Linked DNA regions of Mus musculus: regions 2, 3 and 4 are each linked to region 1. A link is a contact called in public HiChIP or PLAC-seq and promoter capture Hi-C data. All regions are on one chromosome and are shown on one strand. Each heading gives the region's core, a stretch centred on a gene start, on an enhancer-like site or on the middle of the called end of the contact. The rest is flanking DNA. Distances are from core to core; before and after follow the strand shown. Region 1 holds the start of Hnrnpk (heterogeneous nuclear ribonucleoprotein K). Region 2 holds the start of Spata31d1a (spermatogenesis associated 31 subfamily D, member 1A). Region 3 holds the start of A230056J06Rik (RIKEN cDNA A230056J06 gene). Region 4 holds the start of Agtpbp1 (ATP/GTP binding protein 1).

Region 1 (3,094 bases), core at 374-2,873:
ACTTTGATTACTCAAAGAGAAAACCTAAAAAAGTGAGAGAAGAAAACAAACAGGTATAACTGGGGGGTGGGGGTGGGCGCAAGAACAATCCTGCCATGAAATCTTGAGGAAGCAACTTCTCACTAGAGACTAGTCAAGACAATTTCTGTAGTTTCCTTTAGATTCCCACTTCTCATTTACAAAAAAAGTTGTTAGCGGGGTGGTGGAGGCGGCTATGCAGGCAATAATCTCAGCACTCGGGAGGCAGAGACAGGGGGATCTCTGAGTTCCAGACCAGCCAGGGTTACACGGAGAAACCTTGCCTCGGAAAAAAAAAATGTTGTACTAGAAATACTAACTTGCCGGGCAGTGGTGGCACACGCTTTTACTCCCAGCACTTGGGAGGCAGAGGCATTGGATTTCTGAGTTCGAGGCCAGCCTGGTCTACAGAGTTCCAGGACAGCCAAGACTACACAGAGAAACCCTGTCTCGGAAAAAAAAAAAAAAAAAAGAAAAAGAAAAAAAGAAATACTAACTTTAGCTGGCCATGGTTACGCTTGCCTTTAATCCCTGCTTTGGGAGGACGAGGCAGGTGGATCTCTTGAGAGACCCTCCGGGTCAAAAACCACCATATGAAAAATCTTGAGCCAGGAGTGGGGGCACACGCTTTTAATGCCAGCGTTTGAGAGGCAGCGGCAGGAGATCTACAGGATCCCACGACAGCCAGGGCTACACTAGGCTGTCTCAGAACGAGAGCCCCCTCACCAGATCCTCAAGCCCCAGTCTCTTCTGTCAGTTAGGTAAAGGATGGCTCGACCGCTCTGTAACGGAGCGATTTACAGGGTGCTGGCCGGTGTGCACATTTTGGGATTATTCGAGGGAAAGGTAGGACAGGGTGCGCTCGCACACACGCCTCGCTAACTGGAGGTCACCCCTACAGGCTGACATCCGGACATCAGCCAGAGTCTGGGGACCGTGGAGCTCTGCTGTGAGGATGAGGAGCGAGGCGAGCACCCGCAGTGACCCTCCCTTCCCCTGGTGGGGCAGCCATGGCGGGGCAGTGTGCCTGCGAGCTTTCTCAGGGAGGGTCCCAGGGAGCGCTGCAGCACGGACGCGCGGGCATTCCCTACGCGGCGTTCCCGGGGGGTCTGCATCGCACCGGCCCAACACGGAAGTAAGCCCCGGGCTCCCTGGGAGCGGGCGCCGCTTCCAGCCCTCCCCCGCCCTCCCCGCCGGGGGAGCCGTTAGCACAGCGGGTTTCCCGGGCGCCGCGGAGGGGGCGCAGAGCCCGCAGCGCCGGGGAGGGAGGGGGCGAGCGAGACGCGACAACGGGTAGCTGCGGAACCCGGGCGGAGCACCGACCGACCTGGCCTTCCCGCCTCGCCTCGCCTCGCCTCGCACCGCAGCGTGATCCCAGGGCCGCGCGCCGCTCTCCCTCTCCCGTTCCCAGCTGGGTTCTCTTTTCCCTCTTTCACTTCTTCCCGCCCAATCGGGCGCTCACGGGGCGACCGTCCCTCCTCCAATCGCGCCAAACTCCCTCGGGGCTCGAAAATCCCCCCGCAGTCGCCCCTCCCGGCACACGTGAGCAGCGCCGCTGAAGTCTCGCGAGAGGTCTGTCACTACTCCCCTCCCCCTCACCACAGAGTGCGCGAACGAGAAAGGAGGAGGGCGCTACAGGCGACAGCGCTGCAGACGCCATTATCCTCTGCTTCTCCGCTGCACGGACGTCGCCGTCGTGCTCGTCTCCCACTCGATTGCGGCCTGTAGGTATCTGGGTGGGCTAGGGCTTCGGGGTAGCGAGTCCCCGGAGCGGGTTGGCGCCCCGGGATGGCGGCTTGGGCTATCCCCATGCCCGAGTTTTCTCAGGCCCGCGGCCTTCCAGCCCAAAGGGAGTCGCCGGCGGAAGGCGGGGTTCTCGGCGCCGTAATTGACGCGGCCACGGGCCAATCGCTTCGCGCTCGCACCACCGCCGAAGCCTGGGCAGCCAATGGGGCGCGACGCTGAAGTGGGAGGGGGTTTGTCCTCGTTCTCTGTCTAGCAGTGACCGACCGTCGGAGGCGGCGCGGCCGGGAGGCAACGGCGGACTCGCGCGGTGAGCGGGACGGGCGGGTCGCGCTGGCTGGAGCGGGGTCGGACGCCGTAGTCGGCTGTCCGGGGTGGCGTTCGGGGCGGCCGTGGCCCGCCGGGGAACGTTGCCCGGGTTCCCCTCCCCCCACCGCCGCCATTTCCCCGAGCGTGCCCCTGCGGTTGGCGTGCCGGCGCTAGGTGGCTTGAGGGACCCGGGAAGGAGAGGCCTGTGGGTTTGCGACGCGGGCGCCCCGTGTGGAGGGAGCGCCGGGCCGTCCGGTGGACTCGCGGGTGTGGTGTGTGTGTGTGCGCCCCGGCCGCCCTTTGTCCCTCCACGGCGTGGGCCTCCCTCCTCACCCCACCTCCGGGGTGGGGGGTGCTGCGCGGCGGGGCCGATGGGGCGGCCGCGGCGGCTTTGTCTCGGGTGGTGGGGGAGGTGCGGGGGACGGGCGCTCGCGAGCCCGCGTGCTGGGTGGGGGAGGGGGGTCTCGCGCGACTCCGCCTAGTCGCACGTAGTCGCCATTACGCGGGCCGCCATTTCCTGTCGGATCCGGGTGAGGAGAGGCTCGCCGCTCGGCGACGGTCGCTGGCCGCTGCTTCCAGGCCCGGCCCGTGGGCGGGAGGCGAGCGCGCGCGGTCGGTCTCGCTCGGCGGACCTGTTAACACCAGCGCGCTGTGGGAACAGCGGCCGCGGGACGAGAGGGCTGGCTGGGCCTGTTTGTGTGCGTAGACCCGGCTGATTTGCCTGAATCCATTTACCCCCGCGGCCGGGGGTTTAGCGGAGTGGCCGGCCGATCTCTGCATTTAAAGTGGTCCCCAGAGGGATCGTCATTTGCTGCCGGCGTTTTGGAATAGGAGAAGGCATGAGGGTGATGCCTCGACTTTAAGATCCTGTGTTGGTCCTTGGCTTTGGTAGGACTACGAGTTAACTGGACCAGTTGTGATGGTTTGGTTGCAGTCTTGGAGAGTTGGGTTAGAGGTAAAATTGTTGGGAAATAGCCTTTTTTACGTTGCCTAAAATAATGGTGTTGGTGATTAAAGATTCCGT
Region 2 (3,094 bases), core at 401-2,900, 1.3 Mb before region 1:
TCCCAGCAACCATGTGGTAGCTCACAACCATCTATAATGGGGATCCGATGCCCTCTTCTGGTGTGTCTGAAGTCAGAGATGGTATACTCACATATATGGAATAAAGAAATCTTTGAGAGAGAGAGAGATAGAGAGAGAGTTCTGAGTATTCATGGCATACCTCCTAAAATACTTCATGAATCTTATCCAGCATACCACATGTCTGTGTGTGTGTGTGTGTGTGTGTGTGTGTGTGTGTGTGTGTGTGTGTCTTGGTTACCAGTATGTGGCTCCATGGAAAAGTTATGACACTGTTGGGAAAGAGGCCCAGGAGAAAAAAGCTAGGTGATTGGGATGTACCTTGAAGGGAAGACAAGGCCCTTGGCCCCTGATTTTCTGACTTCCCTTTCTGTTTGTCCCAGGACAGCCACTTCTTTTATAATACAGTCGCACAATTACATGCGTCATACTAAGGGACATGCTAAGTGACTGGAAATAAACGGTGTGAAACCATGACCCTCCAAAGCTTTTCTTCTCTTCATCCTCGGCATTTTATCACAGGATGAAGACTGACATACGATGATGAACCATGTCTAAACCATCATGTGATGCTGCGGGGTGGGGTGGGAAGTGAAGTCATTTTGAATATCCAATCATCAGGAGAATGGTGAACCAGAGCCTCACCCCAAATTCTTAAAGGAACTCACCAAGGCCCAGAGGCGTGCAGCGTTCAGTGGGAAACAAGGCCACAAACCAACCCCAAATTGAACAAAGCATCAATTCTTCTTTAAAGCAGGTGTAGATGAGGATGCGCAGCAACCTCCGGGTTATTTAACCCTGACGCTGCTGCTTGGATAACATGTGAGAGGTTCCTAGGTTTGGGATTATGTGGTTACCTAGAGCGGACGACAGGCAGTCAGGGACGGGCCTCAACCAGGTTCTTCTTTAAGGCACTGACACCGACTCTCTCCTCAAGGATCCCGGGCACCACCCTCAGAGCTTACCAACAGCCAGCCCCATCTAAAAGAATGGCAAAACTCCTATCATCCGCCGACACAGCAAGGAAATGAAAAGAGGAAAGACCAACTCTTCCTAGACATGAAACTGGTACTCTGACTGGTCACTGCAGCTCTGTGCACCTGGAGCATAATCAAAAGCCTTAATGCAATTAAATTTTTACTAACTGCAGAAAAAAAAATACACGGTATACAGTTATATCCAAGAATACATGAGCTGACCAAAAATATATGCTCTAACATGATTTAGTATTTGTATCAGTTTTATGACTTAACTGTGTTGCTATGACTAAAAGACACTCAAGCTCGACTCAGAGACATTTACTTCTAGATATTCGAGAAGATAAATAAATATAATAGGCAGAGGGAATAACCATTCTGCAGATAGCGCATATGTGAGAAGGGCCTAGTTGCCAAGGCTGTGAATATCTCAGCAAAGCAAAATCCCAGGCACCACGTGGTCCCAACACAGCTGAGGTCCAAATCAAGTTCTCCAAACAGCAAGAGAAACAGGGAGCAGCAGGGTTGGGCAGAGGGCTCTGAGGAGCTCCTGGGGGTGGGGGAAGGGCTGGAGACACACCCTCCTCTCCACCCTCAGAAACCCTTGTGACTCTCCCTGCTCTGTGAGGTAGGCCTGGGACTCTAGTCAAGCTCAGGAACCCTCAGCCTCAGACACCTCAGGCAGCCATGCTGTTGCTGCCATGGAGAAGATTCTCTCAGCTCTGAATGGCCTCAGTGAGACATGGCTGACCCTAGGCTCAGCTTCCTACCACATAGACCTCAACTACACTCTTCTGAGTGGACTGGGGCTACTGCTTCTGTACATCTCCTACCTGATATTGAAACTGCTTATACATTTGCTGGGGAGAAAGAAATACACCCCAAAGGTAAGGAAGGATGGTGAGTTCCCAAGAGAGACTTCACTGCTAGGCTGTAGTTCTGTCCTGGCTGTGGGGTGAGCTTGGCTGTCAGAGGGATGTCTGGGATGAATGAGTGAGGAGAGGAGGGGAGGGGAGGGGAGGGAAGGTGAGAGGAGGGGAGGGGAGAGGGGAGGAGAGGAGAGGAAAGGGGAGGAGGAAGGGGGGAGGAGAGAGAAGAGGGGAGAGGAGGGGAAAGGAGAGGAGAGGGGAAGGGAAAAAAAGAGGGAAGGGGAAAGGAGAGGAGGGGAGATGGAGAGGGGAGAAGAAGAGAGGTATGAGAGGGAGGACTAAGGTTCCCATTTGGAGCCCACATTCACCTTCCTATCTGTGTGCCTGAATTTTCCAGGACAAAGTAGGAAACTGGTCCTAGTGGCTTGGCTCCAGTCTTTGGGTTCTGGGGATGGGACCAGTCTCTCCTGACAGTGATCCTATGATCCACTCCCGCATCACCTGTCCCTTCCCCTACCCTCCTCCACAATGAACTGGTCAGGATCACAGTGCTGCGTGTTGAAGGCCTCTGTTTAGAGCCTGGTTCGTGGTCTTTAGCCTCACACACAGCCCTTGGAGAGAGCAGAGATGTCAATGCTGCCTCCAGACTCCATGCTATCAAGAAGACTTTTTGTTGAGATCCCCAAGTGTGGACATTGTCGTGGTCTCCTCTACTTTCCCAGAGAGAAAAGCAGTGAACATAAGTGATTACTTCTAAAGTTAGTAAAATGAATGCATAAATCTCATTTATTCAATAGACCTCAGGATAATGTGGTTAGGAGTTCTGAATATATAACAAAGAGAAGCAGTACAAAGAAGTCTCACGTGCTCACTGTGTTTCTCTTTTCCTTACAGCGGCAGAACAGCATCAGGCGCAAACAAAGGAAAGCATTTAAACGTAGGTGTCCACCTATTAACGTCACCATCCCAGCGTCCCCCTGATGTCCTTTCTATGAAGTTTCAGGTCCATGATTTGAAGATGTTGCTCCTGAGACTCCGATTCACAAGATCAACCCGAGATAGAGCTGAGTCCCCTCTACTCCCCCACGCCTGAAGCAGTGGGCACAGCATCTCAGAACATGGAGTTCTGCCCCCTGGCTGTGGAATGAGCAGGGAGACAGGCATGGCCCTTCAGGAATCTTGTGGGATGCGCAGGCGGGTACTGGCTGCTTTGAAGCACAGCTTAAGTCT
Region 3 (3,094 bases), core at 274-2,773, 1.2 Mb before region 1:
TATTCTGCCATCCACATGCACTCAAGTGTGAGCACCCTCACACATATGTACAAATACAGAAAGAAAAATCTCTCTTTAAAAAAATCGCCAACATCCGTATTTAAAGTTTTACCCGATATACATTTGCTTTAGACCAAAAGTAAAAAAGCAAAGAGCAGAGTAATGTATGGTTATCAACACTGAGCCTGACATCATACTCCAGGCTTGTAATCTCAATATCCAAGAGGAGCAGGAAACTCAAGGTCATCTCCACAACAAGAACATTGTCAGCCTGGGCTACAGGACACGTTCTCAAAAACAAAACGACAAATCTGAGTAAAAAAAAAAAAAAAAAAAAAATCACAAGGTTGTCTTTCTTTTTTTTCTTATTCTTTCTTTCTTTCTTTTTTTAAGTCAAAGTTGAGAAAACCTCATGTATCCTGCCCCAGGCTTTGAACCAAAAAGCCCCCAAATTCAAAACTCACCTCGACAAGCATCTTCAAAATCCTGGGTTATGTCCACCCAGCTTGTGCTACTTTTTTCCATTTTTTCCGGGACCCCGAGCTCCCATCCCGAAGCATCGTCGTCTACAGTAGCTTTCATAACCATGATGCCTGCAAAGGGAACATTGGTGTGAGGCTGGGAATATAGCTTTGGCAGGCACAGGAGCTGCAAAACTGCCCCAAGTGTTGGGTGAAAGACTTCCAAAACTCTGCAGGCAGAACGCCTTTGAATTCTGCAAAAACAAACAAACAAAACCCAACCACCTAGCTTTGAGCAACCTGACCTCACATAAACCGGGCTGCTGCTCCCGCACTGATTCGCACTTGCCAGGACTCACAACTTCTTCCAATCCCTCCAGAGATCTTCAAGCATCCCAGCCCAAGACTACAAGTCCGGAGACGCCGGCTGTCAAGCCCGGCCTCCGGGAATCAGAGCCACCCTCAAAGCTCGGCAGCGACCGAGCATCCTTCACCTGGCGGGCTTCGCAAGACCAGGGCCTTGCCTCGCCCTGCAGGCGCCTCCGCAGAGACCCTGGCCCACCGCGGGCCGAGCGCCACTGAGACCGAGATCGAGGCGGAGACCGGTCCACGCGGGGAACCGGCAGCAGGCGGCCCTCGTCGCCCGGGCGACACGGGCACAGCCCGGCCTCCCGGCGCGCGCCCTCGGCTCCGACCCGAGGCGCGGCGAGGAACCGGCCGCCGGTGCCCACTCCCTGAGATCCGCCACGGCGGACTTCGGGGTCGTACCGGCCCCACTTGGGCCACCCCGGATACTTTCCCACGACCACCCGCGTCAAAACGCACCGTCCGCGCCACGGAGATAACGACACCGACAATACCGTCGCCGCCGCCGCCCCCTCCCCTCGCAGCCCCGCCCCGCCGGCCGCGTGCACGCATGCGTACGCCCTGGGCGCGCGCTCCCGGCTCCCGACTTTCGGGACTCCGCGCACCGACCACGCCCCCTCCCTCACCTAGGCCGCCGCATCCGGGTAGGCGCGCATCCTCTCTTCTCGCGGGATTATAGCACATCGCGAGACCGGAAACCATGCACCATTTTCCTCCCCTCCGGCCGAGACCCGGCCGTGGGCGGAACCCAGAGAGAGGCGGAGCCTGGAGTGCTTCCTGGGAAACTCTTTAAGGTGACTCAAGGGTGAAGGGGAGGGGTAGGGCTTCCGGGGAGGGGCCAGCTGCCGGCCGTATTGCTGTTTTGTGGTTGTGCAAACTGACCTTATTTATTATGTCTTGCATTCAGCGCGCAAGCACTTTGTAAAGGAAAGAAAAATAAGACATTTACATCGAGCTTGCTAGCACGTTTCTTCCAAACTCAGATGTTTTAGTTTTATCTTAATAATCCTGACATAAAGTAGATTGGGTGTGGATGTGGGTGGTGTTTGGAAAGGAACCCAGGTCCTTTAATTAATGAAAAAATAAAAATATTTAAAAAGGACACGACTGCTTCTAAGTATGGTGGAGGAGAAGGTTGAGTGTAGGTATGAAGGAGAGCATAGCCAGAGTCAGACATCCAGAAGGGTCCAGAGGGAATGTGACCCTGAGCCGGCTCACGGGAGGAGAGCAGAGAGGAGAGCGGGGAGACCAAGGGGCCAGGGGAAGGGGTAAGAGAAGAACCAGGTAACCAAAATGTCTGCGAAGGCAGCTGGGGGGCAGTGCAGCCCAGCCCCTGTGCTGGAGTAAGGGGGCCGGGTATGCCAGCCATAGCTTCTACCAGGTAGAGACTGGGATTCTAGGAGAACGTTCCGTTCCGCCTATACATGTTAAATAGGTATCTCCGTTAGCATTTGTCCCAGGGTTGAGAGCTAACACTCAGTAAGAGTACACAAGCAATCTGTCATTGGGCTGTATCCTCGGACTTCATGTTGATTGTTTAAATTTTTTAAAAATTGTTTCCCCCATGGAGTGTATTTCCTGAGGACAAGAACTTTGTTTTCGTTTAAATTGCCCTAAAAACGTAAGGCATGTAGTTAGTTCTCCTTAGAAGAGGAGAATGAGTAAAGAAATCGCACAAACTGGTTTAATGACCTTTTGAGACTCCAGAAGAAACCTAGAAAAATGTGAACAGGGTTCATCTGATTTGTTCAATATTGTGTATAAGGGCGTGACAAACACTAATTTGATAAAGATTCATGGAGGGGGCGGCTGTAGAGATGGATCATAGGTTAAGAGTGCTTCCTGTTCTTCCACAGAACTTAAGTTCCATTCCCAGGACCCACTGGAGGTAGCACAGCTACCTGTAAGTGTGGTCCAGAAGTGCACTGGCATACGGGTGCTGTACACTCAAGTAGACACATAAATAGATCTTTTTAAAAAATAAGAGGATATATGGGCTTGAGAGATGACTCAGTGTTTAAGAGCACCAATTGCTCTTCCAGAGGTCCTGAGTTCAATTCCCAGCAACCATATGGTGGCTCACAACCATCTGTAAAGGGGTTTGGTGCCCTCTTCTTGTGTCTCTAAAGACAGTTACAGTGCACCCATAAATATAATAAATCTTTAAAAAAAATAAAATAAAGCCGGGCAGTGGTGGCACACGCCTTTAATCCCAGCACTTGGAAGGCAGAGGCAGGAGGATTTCTGAATTCGAGGCCAGCCTGGTC
Region 4 (3,094 bases), core at 300-2,799, 1.2 Mb before region 1:
AAGGAGTGGCTCTGGGAGAGAAGGTGTCTAACAGCATGGCGATGGAGGGAGATCTTGGAGGACCCTTGCTCCTGCACAGTGCTCTGGCTGAGGGTTTGGAGACAGCTGGAGCAGTGTGGTGCTCAGAGAAGTAGCCAGCTAATTCCCGAGTGCTCAAACCCTTGTGCTTCCATGCTTTTAAGTTATGGTCCTTGAGGCTGGGAACTCCCATGGGTCTGATAAGAGCTGGAGCCCAATCCTTCTCCAGGTGAGAAGGTTCTCACACTTGCTAAAGGTGCCATTCATCTGCAAGTTGTGTGTTTGCAATAACTTCAAAGCCAATGACGCTGTGGGTTACCCGGCTGTATGGGCCAATCTTCTGAGCCTTTGTTCTGACCATTAACCATACTTTGCTAAAGAGGAATTCAATTTATATGTATTTCTAGATTGCAAGTTGATTTAGAAACACGTTCTTTGAATAATGTCTCATGAATTTTGAACTACTAAATGTTCTTAGACAATCGTTTTCATTTTGGGGAGTTTGTGGTGGAGAGTGGTTTAAAGGTATTTTAAATACTTGAATCTATCATTATGTGCACATGTGTTATAGGTATGGGGAAAACCAACATTTATAAAATGGCAGTCTTTTGTTCCTCTCAGTAAAGACATCTGCCAAGAGCAAGTAGCATGAAGCACTGTTTCACACCTTGAATACGTTTTTTGAATTACCTCCACAAACCTGCTTGAACGAAACATAAGAACAAAATAAAAACCCCACAGGGCTCAGTTTAGTCCCCTATCATGCTGTGATAATTTTACATCCCTTACCAACCACCATAAACAGGGAGCATGGTCGATGCTCCTTAAAAAGGCAAATGATGTCTTTATTAACAATGTATCTCAGAGTATTTAAACACAGTCAAAACACAAGCATGCTCCCTACTTCTCCCCCACTGTTTTTTGCCTTTAGCTTCTGCACCAAGGTTTTCCATAACATCGTTTTGAAATGAATGGGCATGACATTTTGTTCGCAGTACCATCAGATAATCTCATTTACCTGGATAAATGGGCCATGCGCCACAGCCTTCACAGCCTGTTCTGGGTCAACTTGGGGTCAGGAAGGACTAGCCTCACTGTTTCCCAAGGTTTGATGGGATTTGGGAGCTACGCCCCCGGTTGGGAAGGAAAAAAGAAGGCGATTTGATGAACGTGTCGATCTGCTAGCGGGCTAACACGTTTACACTGGCCCACGACCCACAGGAACCCAAAGGTAAGGGCGCGCACCGCCGGTTGCCCACGCCAGAGTGGAGTCCTTTCCCTACTCCGCCCCACCCTGCCCCGCCCGCCCCGCCCCGCCCCTCCTCGCCCCGCCCCGCCTCTTGGTACCCACCCGACCTTGCGCACGCGCAGCTTGTCTTCCCTCCAGGCGTGCCGCCCCCGCCGGCGGGCACGCGCCCCGCGGGCCCCCCCCCCCCCCGACGTCCCGCCCTTCCCTGGAAGCGCCCTTCCCCCACGCGCACGCGCCCTACCGGGCGCACGCGAGCCGGCCCTCGGAGCCGTGAGTTGGGCGGGGCGCCGCGCTGACGTTGCCCGGGATGCGGGCATGTTCCGCGGCCGTCTTCGCCGCCTCCGCCTCTCCTGCCACCCGGGTTTGTATGAAAACGGCGGGCCGCGGGCGGCGGACGGCGGGAGAAGGGCGGCGGGCGGCGAGGAACCGCCGTGCGCCCCGGGAGTCCCGGGCGCGGAGGCCGAGCGCAGCGCCCAAGCCGAGCCGGTGAGCGTCCCCGCCGCCCGCGCGTCCCGCTCGCCGGCTCCCGGCGGCTCCTCGGTTCACTTGGCGGAGGCGAAGCGCGCTGCCAGGCGGCGAGGCGGGCAGTCGAGCGAGCCGGGGCGGTCGTCGCCCCGTGCACTCTCCTCCGCGCTCCGCTGCCCGCCACTCCCTGGCCTCCGCCCTGCCGCGCCCCGGGACCCTTTGATTGGCTGCTCCCTGACAGTTTAGCGCCGTGGACGGCAGTTTCAACACCTCCCCGGGTGGTCGGGGTGGACGTTGACTGTGTATGCTGGTCCGTGGATGATGCAGGTCTCGCACGGCGTGTGAGGTAACGACGGCGATCCCGCTGGCATGGCAGGCTGTCTGTGGCAAGCCCTCTCCAGGTGTTCGGAATGGTAACGGTGCCCATCAGGTACCCGGCAGTTCGCAGTCCACAGAGTCGAGTGGCTCTCCCGAGCGCTCGCTCTTCCTTGGCCAGCTTCTGACTTATTCTCACAGTTCTCCTTGCTTCCCTGAGAGAGGAAGTTATTTTTGTAATTGTGTTTTGGAAATGTTTCTGGTTTCGTTGGCTGCAGAAGAAATGATTTATTTAAGGCACTTTGAACGGTACGGATTTTAAAACAGGCCAGATGTCAAAACCAAAGTCCTGGAGATCTGTAATCAGATCCCTCTAATGGGCCGCACTTTGGCGATGCCTTAGTCCACCCGAGTTTCTCCTGGTTTGCTTGGTTTCTCGTTCTCCCGAGTCACATTCTACAATGGAGTTACACTGTCATTTTGAATGACCATAGAGTTTTGCCTTGAATTGATGGATCAGTGTTTAAAATTGTAATCTCTGTTGGACTCTGAAACAGACCCCTTATGTGTTTGACCAACATGACATAAATGTCAAATATATTAACGTAATTTAACCTTCTGTGGTATTTTTAGTTTCTTAAGATTTATACGCATATGCATATGTATATATACATATGTGTGTGTGCCTGTGTGTGCATGTGTGTGTGCACCATGTGTGTACCTGAGGAGGTCAGAAGAATGTGTCAGATTCACTGGAATTGGAGTTACATATGGTTGTGAGCCACCATGTGGATGCTTGGAATCAGACCCACCCAGGTTCTCCGAAAGAACGGCCCTTAATCATTGAGCCATCTCTCCAGCCCAGTGGTAGCAATTTTTAAATAAAGGTTTTCCAATTGATTTGGCTCAAGGGTTACCCCTTATTTCTTTTACATGTGTGTATAGATCAGAGCACTTTTGAGTTTTGGTTCTCTTTTCGACCTTGTGGTGCAGGTGATGGAAGGAGAGTGGTCATGGCCATGAGCCGGTGCTTGCAGAACCATCTTG

The links. Promoter capture Hi-C pulls out the DNA fragments that hold promoters and counts their contacts. HiChIP or PLAC-seq counts read pairs in DNA pulled down with a chosen protein or histone mark. Capture Hi-C pulls out chosen DNA fragments and counts their contacts.
Region 2: a contact with region 1 is called in an H3K4me3 HiChIP or PLAC-seq map of embryonic forebrain, with 4 times the contacts expected there. The contact joins the promoter of Spata31d1a here to the promoter of Hnrnpk in region 1. A contact is called at or near these places in 4 of 39 promoter capture datasets (the HPC-7 cell line, cranial neural crest, hippocampal neurons and 1 more) and 2 of 115 datasets of contacts at active chromatin or transcription factors (embryonic forebrain and embryonic stem cells).
Region 3: a promoter capture Hi-C map of liver shows a contact between it and region 1, with 7 times the contacts expected there. The contact joins the promoter of A230056J06Rik here to the promoter of Hnrnpk in region 1. A contact is called at or near these places in 1 of 39 promoter capture datasets (liver), 1 of 484 Hi-C or Micro-C datasets (B cells), 5 of 115 datasets of contacts at active chromatin or transcription factors (astrocytes, cardiomyocytes, extraembryonic endoderm stem cells and 2 more) and 1 of 9 other capture datasets (adipose tissue).
Region 4: a contact with region 1 is called in a promoter capture Hi-C map of liver, with 2.9 times the contacts expected there. The contact joins the promoter of Agtpbp1 here to the promoter of Hnrnpk in region 1. A contact is called at or near these places in 1 of 39 promoter capture datasets (cranial neural crest), 1 of 484 Hi-C or Micro-C datasets (muscle stem cells), 3 of 115 datasets of contacts at active chromatin or transcription factors (astrocytes, large pre-B cells and stem cell-derived neural progenitor cells) and 2 of 9 other capture datasets (liver and pancreatic islet).

Annotation. Positions count from the first base shown.
Region 1 is chr13:58,401,041-58,404,134 of GRCm38.p6, reverse strand. It overlaps Hnrnpk (heterogeneous nuclear ribonucleoprotein K), which reads left to right and starts at 1,623. Exons shown (of 16, transcript NM_025279.3): 1 at 1,623-1,742. Rmi1 (RecQ mediated genome instability 1) reads right to left here and starts at 1,538. Exons shown (of 3, transcript NM_028904.3): 1 at 1,346-1,538.
Region 2 is chr13:59,704,753-59,707,846 of GRCm38.p6, reverse strand. Spata31d1a (spermatogenesis associated 31 subfamily D, member 1A) reads left to right here and starts at 1,650. Exons shown (of 4, transcript NM_028157.2): 1 at 1,650-1,882; 2 at 2,759-2,801. The coding sequence starts at 1,697. Gm40972 (a long non-coding RNA gene) reads left to right here. Exons shown (of 3, transcript XR_873547.2): 3 at 956-1,160.
Region 3 is chr13:59,583,652-59,586,745 of GRCm38.p6, reverse strand. A230056J06Rik (RIKEN cDNA A230056J06 gene) reads left to right here and starts at 1,523. Exons shown (of 2, transcript NR_045633.1): 1 at 1,523-1,621. It overlaps Naa35 (N(alpha)-acetyltransferase 35, NatC auxiliary subunit), which reads right to left and starts at 1,413. Exons shown (of 23, transcript NM_030153.2): 1 at 1,287-1,413; 2 at 465-593. The coding sequence starts at 588.
Region 4 is chr13:59,555,757-59,558,850 of GRCm38.p6, reverse strand. It overlaps Agtpbp1 (ATP/GTP binding protein 1), which reads left to right and starts at 1,549. Exons shown (of 26, transcript NM_001377097.1): 1 at 1,549-1,753.